3 separate regions of the Mus musculus genome follow, and regions 1 and 2 are each linked to region 3. The links are chromatin contacts, called in public promoter capture Hi-C maps. All regions are on one chromosome and are shown on one strand. Each heading gives the region's core, a stretch centred on a gene start, on an enhancer-like site or on the middle of the called end of the contact. The rest is flanking DNA. Distances are from core to core; before and after follow the strand shown.

Region 1 (4,443 bases), core at 1,734-4,233, 950 kb before region 3:
TATATTAGTCAGGGTTCTCTAGGTAACAGAACTTATAGGACATATATATATGGCTTTATTAAAATTATTTACAGGCTATGGTCCAGCTAACCCAACAATGACTAACTATGAACAGAAGGTCCAAGAATCCAGTAGTTGTTCAGTCCACAGGCTGGATGCCTCCACTGGTCTTCAGTATACACTGGAATCCTGAAGACATAGGCTCTAATGCCAGTGGAGGGAATGGATTTGCTAGCAAGGGGCAAGGACAAGCAGACAGAGAGAGAGGCTTCCTTCTTTCATGTCCTTTATACAGGCTTCCAGCAGAAATGACTTAGTGAAGCAAAGGTCCCTCACAGGTATCCAGAGCCATTTTTGGGTTTTAATGATATGTAGTCAAGTTGGCAACCAAAATTGACATCACACCTGGGATTCATCCTAGCAAGCCAGACTCTTCCCTTACACATTAAGTTCATCGGTGCTACAATATTATTTATTTATTTTATGTGTGTTGGTGTTTGGCCTGAATGTATGTCTGTGTACTTTGTGCACACCTGGTGCCCGTGAAGGCCAGAGTAAGGCGTTGAATTCTCTGAAGTGGAGTTTGTTTGTTTTTTAAGATTTATTCATTTATTTTATGTATATGAGTTGTATTAGTTAGGGTTCTCTAGGGTCACAGAACTTATGGATAGTCTCTATATAGTAAAGGAATTTATTGATGACTTACAATCTGCAGTCCAATTCCCAACAATGGTTCAGTAGTGGCTGTGAATGGAAGCCCAAGGATCTATCAGTTACTCAGTCCCACAAGGCAAGCAGGCGAAAGAGCGAGAGCGAGACTCCCTTCTTTCAATGTCCTTATATGGTCTCCAGCAGAAGGTGTAGCCCAGATTAAAGGTGTGTTCCACCACACTTTTAATCCCAGATGACCTTGAACTCGGAGATTTAATCTTCTGGAATCCATAGTCACTATGCCTCAAGATCCCCATACCAAGATCCAGATCAGAAACTTCTATCTCTCAGCCTCCAGATAAGGGTCACTGGTGAGCCTTCCAATTCTGGATTGTAGTTCATTCCAAATATAGTCAAGTTGACAACCAGGAATCGCCACTACATGAGTACACTGTAGCTGTACAGATGATTGTGAGCCACCATGTGGTTGCTGGGACTTGAACTCAGGTCCTCTAGAAGAACAGCCAGTGCTCTTAACCTCTGAGCCATCTTCTCCAACCCCCAGAGCTACAATTTTAACTTTTTTTTTGTTGTTGTTTGCTTCTTTTCTTTTTGTTATATTGGTGTGCATTAAACACAGGGCCTCACTTGTGCTCAGCAACTGCTTTACCTCTGAGCTCTATCTCCTAGCTCCTTTTTTCTTTTGAGACAAGCTCTTATTATTTAGTCAAGGTTTGCCTCAAAATTGTGATCCTCCTGCCTCTATATCCTAAGTGTTAGGATAATAGGTGTAAAGGACCCCAGACCTTAACACAACTGACTCCATGATGGAAGTGGCGGATGGGCCATAAAACTCAGCATGTAGCCAGCACCACTGGCCAAAAAAAAAAAAAAAAAAAAAAGAAGAAGATCTAGTCCATCAAAGTCCATAGCTGTGGACAGTCTCTAAATGTACAAACTTTTTTTTTTCTTCTGTAGTTCTACTTTTAGCTTAACTGCTCTTGTTAACAGAAGTATGTCAACCCAGGATATGGTTTTTTTGCGCTTAAAATTTCATCCCGAGAAAGGCTCATTGCTACACTGGGATCCCAAATACCCAGTGTAGTTGCTGGCCAGCTAATAAAGACTTTGCATTGGCTTAAACCCATGTCCAAGCATTCTTCTCTGGTGGATGCCTCACGACAATAGGCATGTGCCACCATATTCTACCTTCCTCTTCACAACATCTCTTACTCTGTGCCTTCCTTTATACACAGCCCTGGTCAGTTCTTTGGATTAGGCATTCATTATCCAGAGAATTTAATATCTTCCTCCAGCCTCTGGCATTTGCAGGCACATTACACACACACACACACACACACACACACACACACACACACACACACAGAGTCCATATACAGGTAAGCAGGTTCAAACCTGTACACATAAATGTCACTTGAAGTTGAGGGTCTAGTTCAGTGGTAGGGCAGTTGCCCATTGGTTCTATCCCCAGCACAGAAAATAAACACACTCTGAGTCTGACTTCATGTTTAAGCTCTCTCTGAGTCCTTCCATGTCTATAGTGTAAAGTCTGAATATTTCTCGGCAAGCCTTGTAAGGCCCTTCCTGGCATGATACTCCTTGCTCATAGTTCTGAACTTGAGTGGCTTGCTTATCCTCTATGCTATCTCCGAAATTTTTTTTCCCTAGAACTGTCCTACGCAGGGAAGTCCTCCCTGATCATGCTGCCAGGATCTTAGGCAAACCTTTAGTGGCAGACTTTATTCTTTGGCTTGCCAGTACAGGAGGGTAGGCACCAGGTTAACCTACTTTTCTGCTCTCAGGACCTGGCACACTTTGAATGGCTAATCAGAGACTGGCAAACCCATTGTACAGGGGCTAAGGTACATCCAGTTTGTGTGCAGAGCCTAGGAGCTTGTGACCAGGCTATCAAATTACTCAGTTGTTGTAAAGTACCAGGCCTGGGGCACACTAGAGTGTGATCCAGGACAATCCCATGGAAAGTAACTGAGACCTACCAGAGCAGACCTTTCCCAGAGGCCGACCTGAGAACCAACACAACACGTGGGACTCAGTCACATACAGGACGGCAGGACAAGGAGGAGCCATGAATAGCCCAGGAGAAGGAGCAGGGTGGCTGTCACAGGCTCCCTGGCACAGACCCAAGTAGGAGGAGGCCAGGACTCATTCATCCAGGGCCAACCCAGGGAAGACTGCCTAGCAGGCTGGCCCGGCTTAGGCCAGGCCACCAGGGGAGGGGATTTCCTCTGGCTCCCTCCTCCTTGGGAACCTGTCTGGACAATTTTAGTTCTGGGAGGGCGGGAGGAGAGCCTGGCAGGCTGCGGCTCGGGCCTCCAGGCAGCTCCGTTGGCTGCTTGAAGTGCAAGATCCGACTGCAGTGTGGGACCACTGTGCCTCGGCCTCCCCAGGTAAGGTGCAGGGGTGGATTGGGGGATGGGGGGAGGAAGGCGGTGGGAGGCCGAATGCTGAAGCAGGAAGCTGGTGGCAGAAATTCTAGGTAGCTCCCTAAACCTGCTGACCGTCAGCGAGGGGAAGGAAGATTAATGCTTCCAGAGTCAACCTTCCGGAAGAACCTAGAATGTCTGCTTCGGGTTCTGAAACTTTTCAAAGTTGGCAGCGCCCTGGAAGTGGAAGGAGAGCCGACCTGGGAGTTTAATCCTGCCACCTCGCTGCAAGGTTCAAGCAAGCACTGTTTCATTACTTTCTCCCCAGCATCCTCAGACTCCCAGGGCTTATTTTTATTTTTGTTTTGGGCGGGAGGAATGGTGGTGTATGTGTGTGTGCGTATGCGTGTGCGTGTGCGTGTGTGTGTGTGTGAGACATGTCAGCCACACCTATAACTGAACTGGTAATCGTCTGTATCACCATCTGAGCCAGAAACTACCTGGGCTTCCCCAGCCTCTACCTCCTCTGCCCTGGAGATTGGCAGGTAGAGGTTTCAGCTCTTCCAACACGGCAGCTCTGCTGTGACTTCCTCCTTCCTGCTATGGGCACCTAAGGGATTTACCTCAAGCAATCGGTCTTTTATTCTTGGCCATTTGTTTACTCATTAGTTGAGCACACACATCAGTTGTCTGAAGGGAGGAACATGTCCTTCCTGCTGTGAATAAAAAAGTTGAAATTTATCCACACGTATCTACAAGCTGACAGGCAGGCAGCGGGGCATGGCAGGAGTTACAAACCTGGACTGCTGACCCTTCATTTCCTCTTTACTTCCTGGACTTCAGCATCCTCATCTGTAAGGGCCTGGATTTGTTTGTTTGTTTGTTTTTTAAAGATAATAAGGAACTATGTGAATCCAGGGCAGGCTGGGTGGTCAGCTCACAGTGGGGCCTGGATAAACATCTGTGCTTTCTTCTTCTTTGCCCCTCCCTAACTGGCACCTTCCTTGCAGTAAGCTTGTAAAGATAGAGAAGACAAACCCTGGCCTTGACAGTGTCTAGGTGGCTTGTAAATTGAACTGAGTAGTGGAGGCAGGTGCTCTAGGGAGTGGGAGGCCAGAGATGTGAAGGAAGGAGACGGGCCTCTGGCTGGATGTACAAACCCTGGACCAGGGCTGGGACCAGACGGTGATGCCGTTTCTGACTTGAGATCTGTCAGAGACATTATTCTCCTTCCATACTTAAGAAGATTCTATTTTATTACTTCTTTTTGGAAGAGGGTCTCACTATGTTATCTGGGCTGGCAGAACTCACTGTGTAAACTAGACTAGCCTTGAACTTCCAGAGATCCTCCTGCCTCTGCCTTCCCAATATGCTATCACTCCCAGCC
Region 2 (4,211 bases), core at 1,310-3,809, 780 kb before region 3:
CCACTTCTGTTTCTCTGCACCACTGCCTAGGCTCTCCCCCAGCCTGCTGGGGCGAGATGCAGGAGGGGGATGACAGAGTTCCCATCCCTACCACTGCTGCCTCTCCAAGTGATGGATGGCTGTCTGCTCAGGCAGGGGAGTACCTGCCTACACAGCTCCCTCTATGGGTTCTCAGCCTCCCACACCCTGAGCTGGGGATTCTGCAAACAACGTTGGCCCTAAGTGCCAGGGAGTGTGTGGCTCAGGGCCATTTATGTCAGTTAGTCATCTGAGGTAGTGAGACCGTCCCTTTGGCTTTTATCCGATCCTGTGCTGGTCTTTACCCCTCTCTGTCTCTGGCTATGGGTTCTTCTTGAGTGTTTTTGTTTGACATAGTTTCACTGTCTAGGCTGACTTTGAACTTGGGTTAATTCTGCCTCAGTCTCTCAAGTGATGGGGTTACAGAGGTGCTCCAGCTCTTGAGTTCTTTACCACAAAGCCAAGGAGTCTTTTGTTCTCTACTCCTGGAGGCTCAGGAGACACCAGGACTCACTTGGGGTTTCTTAGGCTTCACTGGATAGAGAACAAACAGGCCACCCTGGGAGGAGACAGTGATGGAGGTTAGCACTGGACCAGCTTTTCCCTTAAGGGGAGCACACTGTAAAGTTCCATTAGTTCTAGTTTATTAGTTAATTGCAGGAATTGGATTCTATTTTGTCTTTCTTTTCTCCCTGAAATATTCTTAGTGAGTTAAAAAAAAAGATTTATTTATTTTATGCATATGAGTACACTGTCGCTGTCTTCAGACACACCAGAAGAGGGCATACGATCCCATTACAGATGGTTATGAGCCACCATGTGGTTGCTGATTTTTGAACTCAGGACCTCTGGAAGAGCAGTCAGTGCTCTTAACCACTGAGCCATCTTTCCAGGCCTTAGTGAATTTTTTTTATAGCTGGGAATTCTGAAATCAAAGCTTAGGGGCAGGGCCTGAGGACTATGGCGTGGAGTTGGGGCAGGAAGTGCCTCCTTTGGGAAAGGGATTTTGTTTTGCAGCGTGGCTCCGCGTTGTTCTAACAGAGGATCAGGGTTCAGTTCCCAGCACCCAGTCTTGTAGCTCACAATCATCCATAATCCTAGCTCCAGGGCACCCAACAGGCACATGTGGTACACATACATACATGCATACACATAAAGCGAAACAAATAAACAAATAATTAAAAGATAATAAAACATTCTACTTGCATTTCTTGGGCGCCTCACACATGCCAGAGACTGTGTTTTATGTCCCTTCATTTGTCTTCAGAGTGCCCCTATAGCACAGGTGTTGCTGATGTTCCCATTTCACAGAGGTGGAGACTGAGGGTCAGGTTGGCTCCTTAGCACTGTTAAGGTAATACAGCTGAAAAGGCACAGAGGCAGAAGTTAGCCCAAGTCCTCTGATTTCAAAGCTTTGGATATCAGCGCTTGGCTCTATGGCCACCAGAACCTGCTGTCATCCTGGGGCAAAAGCACGTGTCTGTGTTTGCAAGAGTTTCATAAATATTTGGTTTTGCTTCCTCCTTTCTCCCATCAAACAGAGAAAAATGGGAATGACAATATAACAGCAACAACCACCACCACTGCAGCAGCAGCAACAACAACAACAACAACAACAACAACAACAATGTAAGCCTCCGACTCCTCTGTGGGTCAGGCAGATCTGATAGGTTCCACCACTGGCTTCTGGAGGGAGCTATCACCTCACCCTGGGAGGACTTATGTGTAACTATCACCAATGCTTCAAGATTTCACACATTCACCACTAAGTCACCTGAGTGTCTCCCATAGGCTATCTCGACTGTTCTCAGTGTGACCTAGCTGGAGCTGGACAAATCTTAAGGCCTCCTCCCTTAGCACCCTCAAATGCTAGCCTTTCATCTCTGTGAGGACAGAGGGACCGCACCTTGGTGACTGAGCCCTGTGTGGGCTGCTCAGCTGAGCCAGCTGGGAGTTGGCCCAGAGCCATGGAGTGTGAGAAACTTTCAAATTTCAAAACCGCCCTGGGCCAATTTAATAAACTTCTGCCACCTCTATCCTCTCCACAGTTTTGAATTCTCAAATATTCACACACACGAGCACACCCCCATCTAAGATGTGCACAGAGAATGGAAGAATTTTGGAATGTTAATAATGCAGAATTTTACAGCCTAGCAAGGTGAATTCTCAAGGGGTAATGGTTAACATCTGCTTTCTCTTTTCCCAAGATAACAATGACGAAACCAATCCACACAGCAAGCGGGAGGGCAAGAGATAGGCCTCCCACCCCTCTGAAAGGGGCTAAGTTGTCCCCAGATCCAGCACTGGGAACAATAACCTTATCACTTGCATGTAGTAAGGTCCGCAGTACGGGGGGCGGGGGGGGGGGACGACACAAGCCACAGTCAGTTTCTCAGGGCACACCTTCCATGCTGCGAACAAGACCCTTTTCTTCCAGGGGGTCTAAAAGATGGCAAGAATCACTCTGCTTCTCCCTGTGCGACAATTCTTAGCAATCAGCATCAGAGTCGTGTTCCTGACGTGTCCTTTTCCAGCCACCCCCAGAAGCCGCAGGGTGCTTGTGTCAGAAGACAGCAAAGTCAGAGCTCCCTCTCCATTCTGGATACAGGCTCTGGAGCGCCTGGGGCTCTGAGCATGCCCTCTCTGCGGCTTTCTCTGCCTCCATAAACACAAGTGAGCCTCAGAAACCTCCGAACCTAGGTCAAGATCCAGACCTAGGGACAACTATCCTGATCCAGTGAGCAGGTTGCTGAGGACACAAAGTAGCTGGAGAAAGGAGTCCGTGGTTTAGAGCAATCAAGCTGGGATCCCAAAGCTCACATCTGGCAGCTCACAACCTCCTGAAATTTCGGATCCAGGCCCTCTGACGCCCTCTTCTGTCCTCTGTGGGCACACACACGTATGTACAAATAAAAAATAAAAATTTAAATTTAAAAAGTATCTAGAGCCCACGCTTGTTTTCTGATAGTTGTTTTACTCCCTTGTCCCCACCTCCTAGAGATGGAGGTGTCTGGCTATGTAGCCTAGGCTAGCCTCAAACTATGAGGCACAGGATAGCTTTGAATTTGAAATACTCCTCCGGCTTCAGTCGCCTACGTGCTGGGATTGCAGCTGTGAACCACCGCATCCAGCTCATTTTATCTCTTTTGAGCTTCTCGTTTTGTTGGAGAGAAAAATTCAGTGCCTTGGAACCAGTTGACTCGGAACATAATTTCTCAGCTGGTTCTTGCCCTCTGGGCTCACTTGAGGAGATGGTCTAGTCCTGGAGCATTACAGACATCCCTTTTCAGGGACTCTCCGGGTCAGTTTTATCAGTTTAAAAAAAAATGACCCAGAAGTTATTTTTAAAAATGAAGGGTGCCAACCTTGTGTTTGCAGCTATGCGGGGATTTTTTTTTCTTTTTCTTTCTTTTTTTTTTTATCACGCTTCCCCCTTTCTTTGGTTTTGCTGAAGCAAAGATTGAGGCGCCCATGTGGCGCATCGGCAGCTTCCTGAATCTCAGAGAAACGGGAAGGAATGGCCAGGCTACCCTGCTCAGATGAATTTGTGGATCTTGGAAACCCTGAACCAATGTTCAGGCTCCTCTCTCTTGCTTGCATAATGCAATTTAAATCCCTTGTTAATTTCCAGGTCGGGTTTCATTCATGAGGATAATCTTTAATTGATGTTAAATATAGGGATCAAGTGAAGCGCATTATTTCTTTTTTACAAAGTGCTAATTGTTCGTGTTCTCATAAATTATTTTCCCCTCTTGTGGCTTATGAAAGAACTTTGCAGCCAGTGCTTTTAACCTCATCGTATGAATATTATCCTGTAATCATCAGGTCGTTTAGATCCTTCCTGTGTGGATGAGACTCACGTCACCCTCCAGAGCAGCGAGGAGGCGAAAGGGGAGCTGCGGAGCGCGTGTACATATGGGTGGCTTGCAGACGCTAAAAATATTTATATCCAAACATTTTAAACTTTAAGCAGATCTTTTCAGCTGCTTCTGTTCCTGCAAAGACCCTTGAGAGTTTCAGCCCAAAATGACTCTTTTAATTGAATTTAAAAACATTGGTTTTTTTTGGAGGCAGACTCTCACTATGTAGCCCAGGTCGGCCTCAAACTCAGAATCTTCCTGACTCTGTCTTCCTGGTATTGGCATTGCAGATATGCAGTACCATGCCCATCTTTTAATGAATTGATTAATTAA
Region 3 (4,202 bases), core at 623-3,122:
AATGAGACAGTTTAGAGGTAAAAATCACTATGAGTTTGAGGCACATTTTGGGCCAGCCTGGGCTAACTAGTGAGTCCCTATCTCAAAACAACAGCAATAAAAAGTTACAGTGGCCATCCATTCTGCAACACTGGCCCAACTGCTTGCTTTTTTTTTTTTTTTTTTTTTTTTTTTGATTTTTCGAGACAGGGTTTCTCTGTATAGCCTTGGCTGTCCTGGAACTCACTTTGTAGACCAGGCTGGCCTCGAACTCAGAAATCCACCTGCCTCTGCCTTCCGAGTGCTGGGATTAAAGGCGTGCACCACCACGCCCGGCGAGAAGCAATCTTAAATCAGTAAAGCTAACTAATTGGGGTGAACATGTTCTGAGATGGAGATGTGGCTCAGTCATGGAGTGTTTGCTTGGCAGCTGTGAGGCCCTGGGTTCCGGTTCCTAGGCTCCATCCTCAGGACTGCTCAAAATAAATAAATGAAAGTCTCAGAGCCACTATACCAGAAACTGCACAGGAGTGTAAGGGCAAGATTCAGCCCAGTCCTCAGGGATCCAGCTTACCGAAATAGTCAGCAGTTGAGAAAAAACCAACCATTCTAGACTCTCTCGTCTGAGCTAGCTTCTTTTGTCCTGTCTTGAGTTATATATAGTCTTTTTTTTTTTTTTTTTTTTTTTTTTTTTCCGAGACAGGGTTTCTCTGTATAGCCCTGGCTGTCCTGGAACTCACTTTGTAGACCAGGCTGGCCTCGAACTCAGAAATCCGCCTGCCTCTGCCTCCCGAGTGCTGGGATTAAAGGAGTGTGCCACCATCCCCGGTTTAGCTATATATAGTCTTTACCTAGAAGGGAACAATGGAGTCTGGAAGAGAATAGTTCCTGTCAGGGTAAATGGCCAATAGAATGTGGCTAAGGGGCTTGAGGACAAAACCTGCTCAGGGCTGTCTATCTGGGCATTGCGGTGAGATGTCTCCTTAGTTAAGAGAACATATTGCTCTTTCTTGGGACCCAGTTCCCACCACACACATCAGGTGTCTCACAGCCTCCTGTCACCAGCCCCGAGGATCTGATGACCTCTGGCCTTCTTAGGTGAGCGTGCACACACACACACACACACACACACACACACACACACACACACACACGGTGCACATAAATTCATGCAAGCACACACACATACACACAAAAAATTAAAAACTAACAGATCTTTAAAGAAATAAAGAGCCAAGAGGGCCACATCGTCCTCCGCTGTTAAGAAGAGTCCTCCGCGCTGCCTGGTGGTTGTCATTACTGTGTCACAGATAAAGATGCCACACATTTCAAGTTCCATTGACAGAAAAGCTAGATAGGTCTTAAGAACATTTAGCAGTTCCTAGACGGGAAAATGACACAGGAATTGGAGTTGGACTTCCCTCTGGGCACCCAGCACTTATTGGCTACGGACTTTGTCAAACAGTTTTGTCTCTCTGTTCCTCCGTTTCTCCACCTGGCAAGTGGAGAAGGTGACATACATGAAGCCAGGGCACGGTAGTTATCTGGAAGTGTTTCAGAATAATAGAAAGCTGTCCCTTTCTGCATGTGAAGAGTTGAGGATGGACTTAACTTGAAAATAAAAGTTAACATCATTTTTTCCGTTAGGGTAACATGACCACTTCCTTCTGCCTTGGACATGGGCCTTGGCCCTTTGATTTAGTGGGCTGAGAAAGGCGTTCCTCACGCAGGCTTTCCAGAACTGGGACGCCCGAGTATGCTTGAATACAGACTGTAGATTCTAGATTTTTAAATAGAGTAAGGGCGGGGAGACCCACCTACTCGTCCATGTCCGACTCGGGCATGCTGGGACTTGCAGGCTGGCTGTCCGTCCTGTGACGCCAGGGCCGCTGGGAAATGTAGTCCTTAATCTGCCCTGGAACGGAGGTGTCCTGCAGGCCCACCGGTGACAGCTCGGGAGGTAGGCTGCAATGACAAGGATCTGAAATAAGTGCAGAGTGGGAGGGGGCTTGCAAGCTGGTTGCTGGGGCCCTTGTCCTGTGGGTGCCAGAATGGACACTCCTAACCTGCTGCTGATGCAACGGGGCCTGTTGGGTGGGGTGAGGGGCAAGGAGCAACGGGACACCCACAGGCTCCGAGGAAAGAGCAGCGGGGCTGGGTTATTTCTCCAGAATAAGACCCTCCTAGCTGAGACTGAGGCGAAGGCTGTCTCCCTACCCCTATTTGGACACACCACCAACCTTTCCCAGAGAAGAGCCAGATGGACCACAACTGCTCCCTGAAGAGGGCATCAGAGCTGTACCCAGAAGCAAGGAGACCAGAGAGCATACTGAACTCCACTGGGAACATCTGGGGCGACACCGAGCAAGGGGCAAAGGGGTAGAAACCCATTTTCTGGAAACGTTGAGAGACCCATTGTAGGAAAGACGGGGAAGGCCAGAAGGAGAAGAGAGATGACCAGGCTCTCTCTTTTCCCTCCACAAAGGCCCCTTTCTTCATCCCCACAGCCCCCCGAAGCAGCTCTAATACGGAATGGGAGGTTCCCACCTGCCCTACCCCAGGGTTTGACAGCTCAGCATGGACCAGTCTGTGGCAATCCAGGAGACCCTGGTTGAGGGGGAATACTGCGTCATCATATCCTTCCCAGTTGTAGGTTGCCATCCAGATCGTGCCTGCTTCAGCCTTGGGAGGTGGGATGGAGGGTGTGGAAAAATTTCTCTCGAAGCCATATGGGAAAAGGTAAACCAATATTTACCAAGTATTCACTTGGCTCTGGTCTCTCTACCAGGTGCTTTACATAGGTAGCTATTTTCTCAACCAGCTGCAAAGTTGGAGACTATTATACCCATTTTGCAGATGAGGAAAACTCAGAGAGGTGAAGTCGTTTGCCAGTGGGAGAGGGAAAGGCAGCGTGGTGGAGTGGGCCGGATGGGGAGTTTCGCCCTTTGGCTTTCAGTTTCCCTTCACTCTGAGCAGCAGGCAGTCCAAGGTGTGCTGTGTAAGGGAGATAGCCGGCAGAGCCGCCTGCTCGGGCTGGTGAGGTACCGGCTGGAAAATGACGCCCAGGAGCATGCGTAAGTAGGGCTCAGACTGCCTGTGTGGGCCATGGGTGGTTCTTCAGTATCCTCCAGCTGGACTTCAGTCATTCTGTCTGAGTCTCCTAGACTAATTAACACAATGATAGTGTTCTGGAACACCGTGTTCTAAGCCTTTAATAATCAGCAAGATGTGATGTGGAAGCTTTTAGAGGAGAGGCAGTTATATCAAACTTGGCCAGATTTTGAGTTTGTGTGAGTGCCCGAGTTTAAATCCGGATGCTGCAATCCTATGCAAATTGTTCTTCATAGCTCCATTTACCCAGAGTAAAGTACAGAGGGTTGAACTGGGAACGAGCGAGCACATGCACCAGGAAGCTGAGGCAGGACTGTCACAAATTCCAGGCCATCCTGGGCTACATTCTAAGCACAGCCTAGGCTACAGAGTGAGACCCTACCTCAAAAAGGGAAGGGATGGGGTTGAAGAGATGGTTGGAATGTGTACTGCTCTTGCATCACTGGACACTGTGCATGGAAAGGGCCTGAGCCATGCGTATGGCTAGGGCACTGCCAGCTAAGCACTAGGGACCCACAGGTGACCACAAGCACTCTAAGCTGGGCCTTCCACTCATTTCTGCCCTTAGTCTCTTCCTGTATACACACCGGAGGATGGCCATCACAGGAGACGATGTATCTCTGGACCAGATAGTGCCACTCTCAAAAGATTTTATGCTGGAAGAAGGTGCCAGTTGGGCCGGGTGGTATGCTCTCCTCTGGGTGGCCCCCAACTCATCTCTGCCCTCACTGTAAGGGAGGGTGGTGGCTATGTGGGTGGGACAGGGATGTTCAGTTGCTAAAGACATTCTCGTTTCCTTCCCTCAGTGTCCCCAGATGGTGAACTCTACATCCTTGGTGAGTAGCCCTTTCAATCTGGGTCCCTGTTAGGTCAATGGGACAGGTTCCAAAGACAGAAAGATGAACGAGAACATGCCTGGATGGGAGTGATGCTAGGTGCCTGAAATCCTAGCATGTGGGAGGCTTGAGGCAGGGGGATTGCCTTGAATTTGAGGTCAGTCTGGACTTACATTGTGAGTTCTAGGCAAGCCGTAGACTGACAACAAACCAAAAGAGAAAATTCTTGGGTTGGTGGAACGGCTTAGTGGAGAAAGGTGCTTGCTGTCAAGACCA

What was found. Promoter capture Hi-C pulls out the DNA fragments that hold promoters and counts their contacts.
Region 1: a promoter capture Hi-C map of neural stem cells shows a contact between it and region 3. The contact joins the promoter of Rhbdl2 here to the promoter of Inpp5b in region 3. A contact is called at or near these places in 2 of 39 promoter capture datasets (hippocampal neurons and neural stem cells) and 1 of 115 datasets of contacts at active chromatin or transcription factors (astrocytes).
Region 2: a promoter capture Hi-C map of the SN4741 cell line shows a contact between it and region 3, with 2.6 times the contacts expected there. The contact joins the enhancer-like site here to the promoter of Inpp5b in region 3. A contact is called at or near these places in 6 of 39 promoter capture datasets (3T3-L1-derived adipocytes, the SN4741 cell line, cranial neural crest and 3 more), 1 of 15 datasets of contacts at CTCF or cohesin (the NIH/3T3 cell line), 4 of 115 datasets of contacts at active chromatin or transcription factors (astrocytes, embryonic basal ganglia, embryonic midbrain and 1 more) and 2 of 9 other capture datasets (adipose tissue and liver).

The regions. Positions count from the first base shown.
Region 1 is chr4:123,784,892-123,789,334 of GRCm38.p6, forward strand. Rhbdl2 (rhomboid like 2) reads left to right here and starts at 2,984. Exons shown (of 8, transcript NM_183163.2): 1 at 2,984-3,080.
Region 2 is chr4:123,959,207-123,963,417 of GRCm38.p6, forward strand. No RefSeq gene overlaps it. Among named protein-coding and RNA genes, the nearest start is that of Rragc, 44 kb to the left of the region's middle. Within about 2 kb of position 2,560, at least 9 of the 459 cell types and tissues checked have an H3K27ac peak or open chromatin away from gene starts, as enhancers often do.
Region 3 is chr4:124,739,978-124,744,179 of GRCm38.p6, forward strand. Inpp5b (inositol polyphosphate-5-phosphatase B) reads left to right here and starts at 1,873. Exons shown (of 24, transcript NM_008385.4): 1 at 1,873-1,939; 2 at 2,487-2,613; 3 at 2,959-3,053; 4 at 3,659-3,756; 5 at 3,897-3,926. The coding sequence starts at 2,557. Gm12915 (predicted gene 12915) reads right to left here. Exons shown (of 4, transcript NR_151694.1): 3 at 1,797-1,944. It overlaps Gm32117 (a long non-coding RNA gene), which reads left to right. Exons shown (of 2, transcript XR_376640.4): 2 at 1-128. Mir698 (microRNA 698) reads left to right here and starts at 3,804; the gene lies at 3,804-3,912.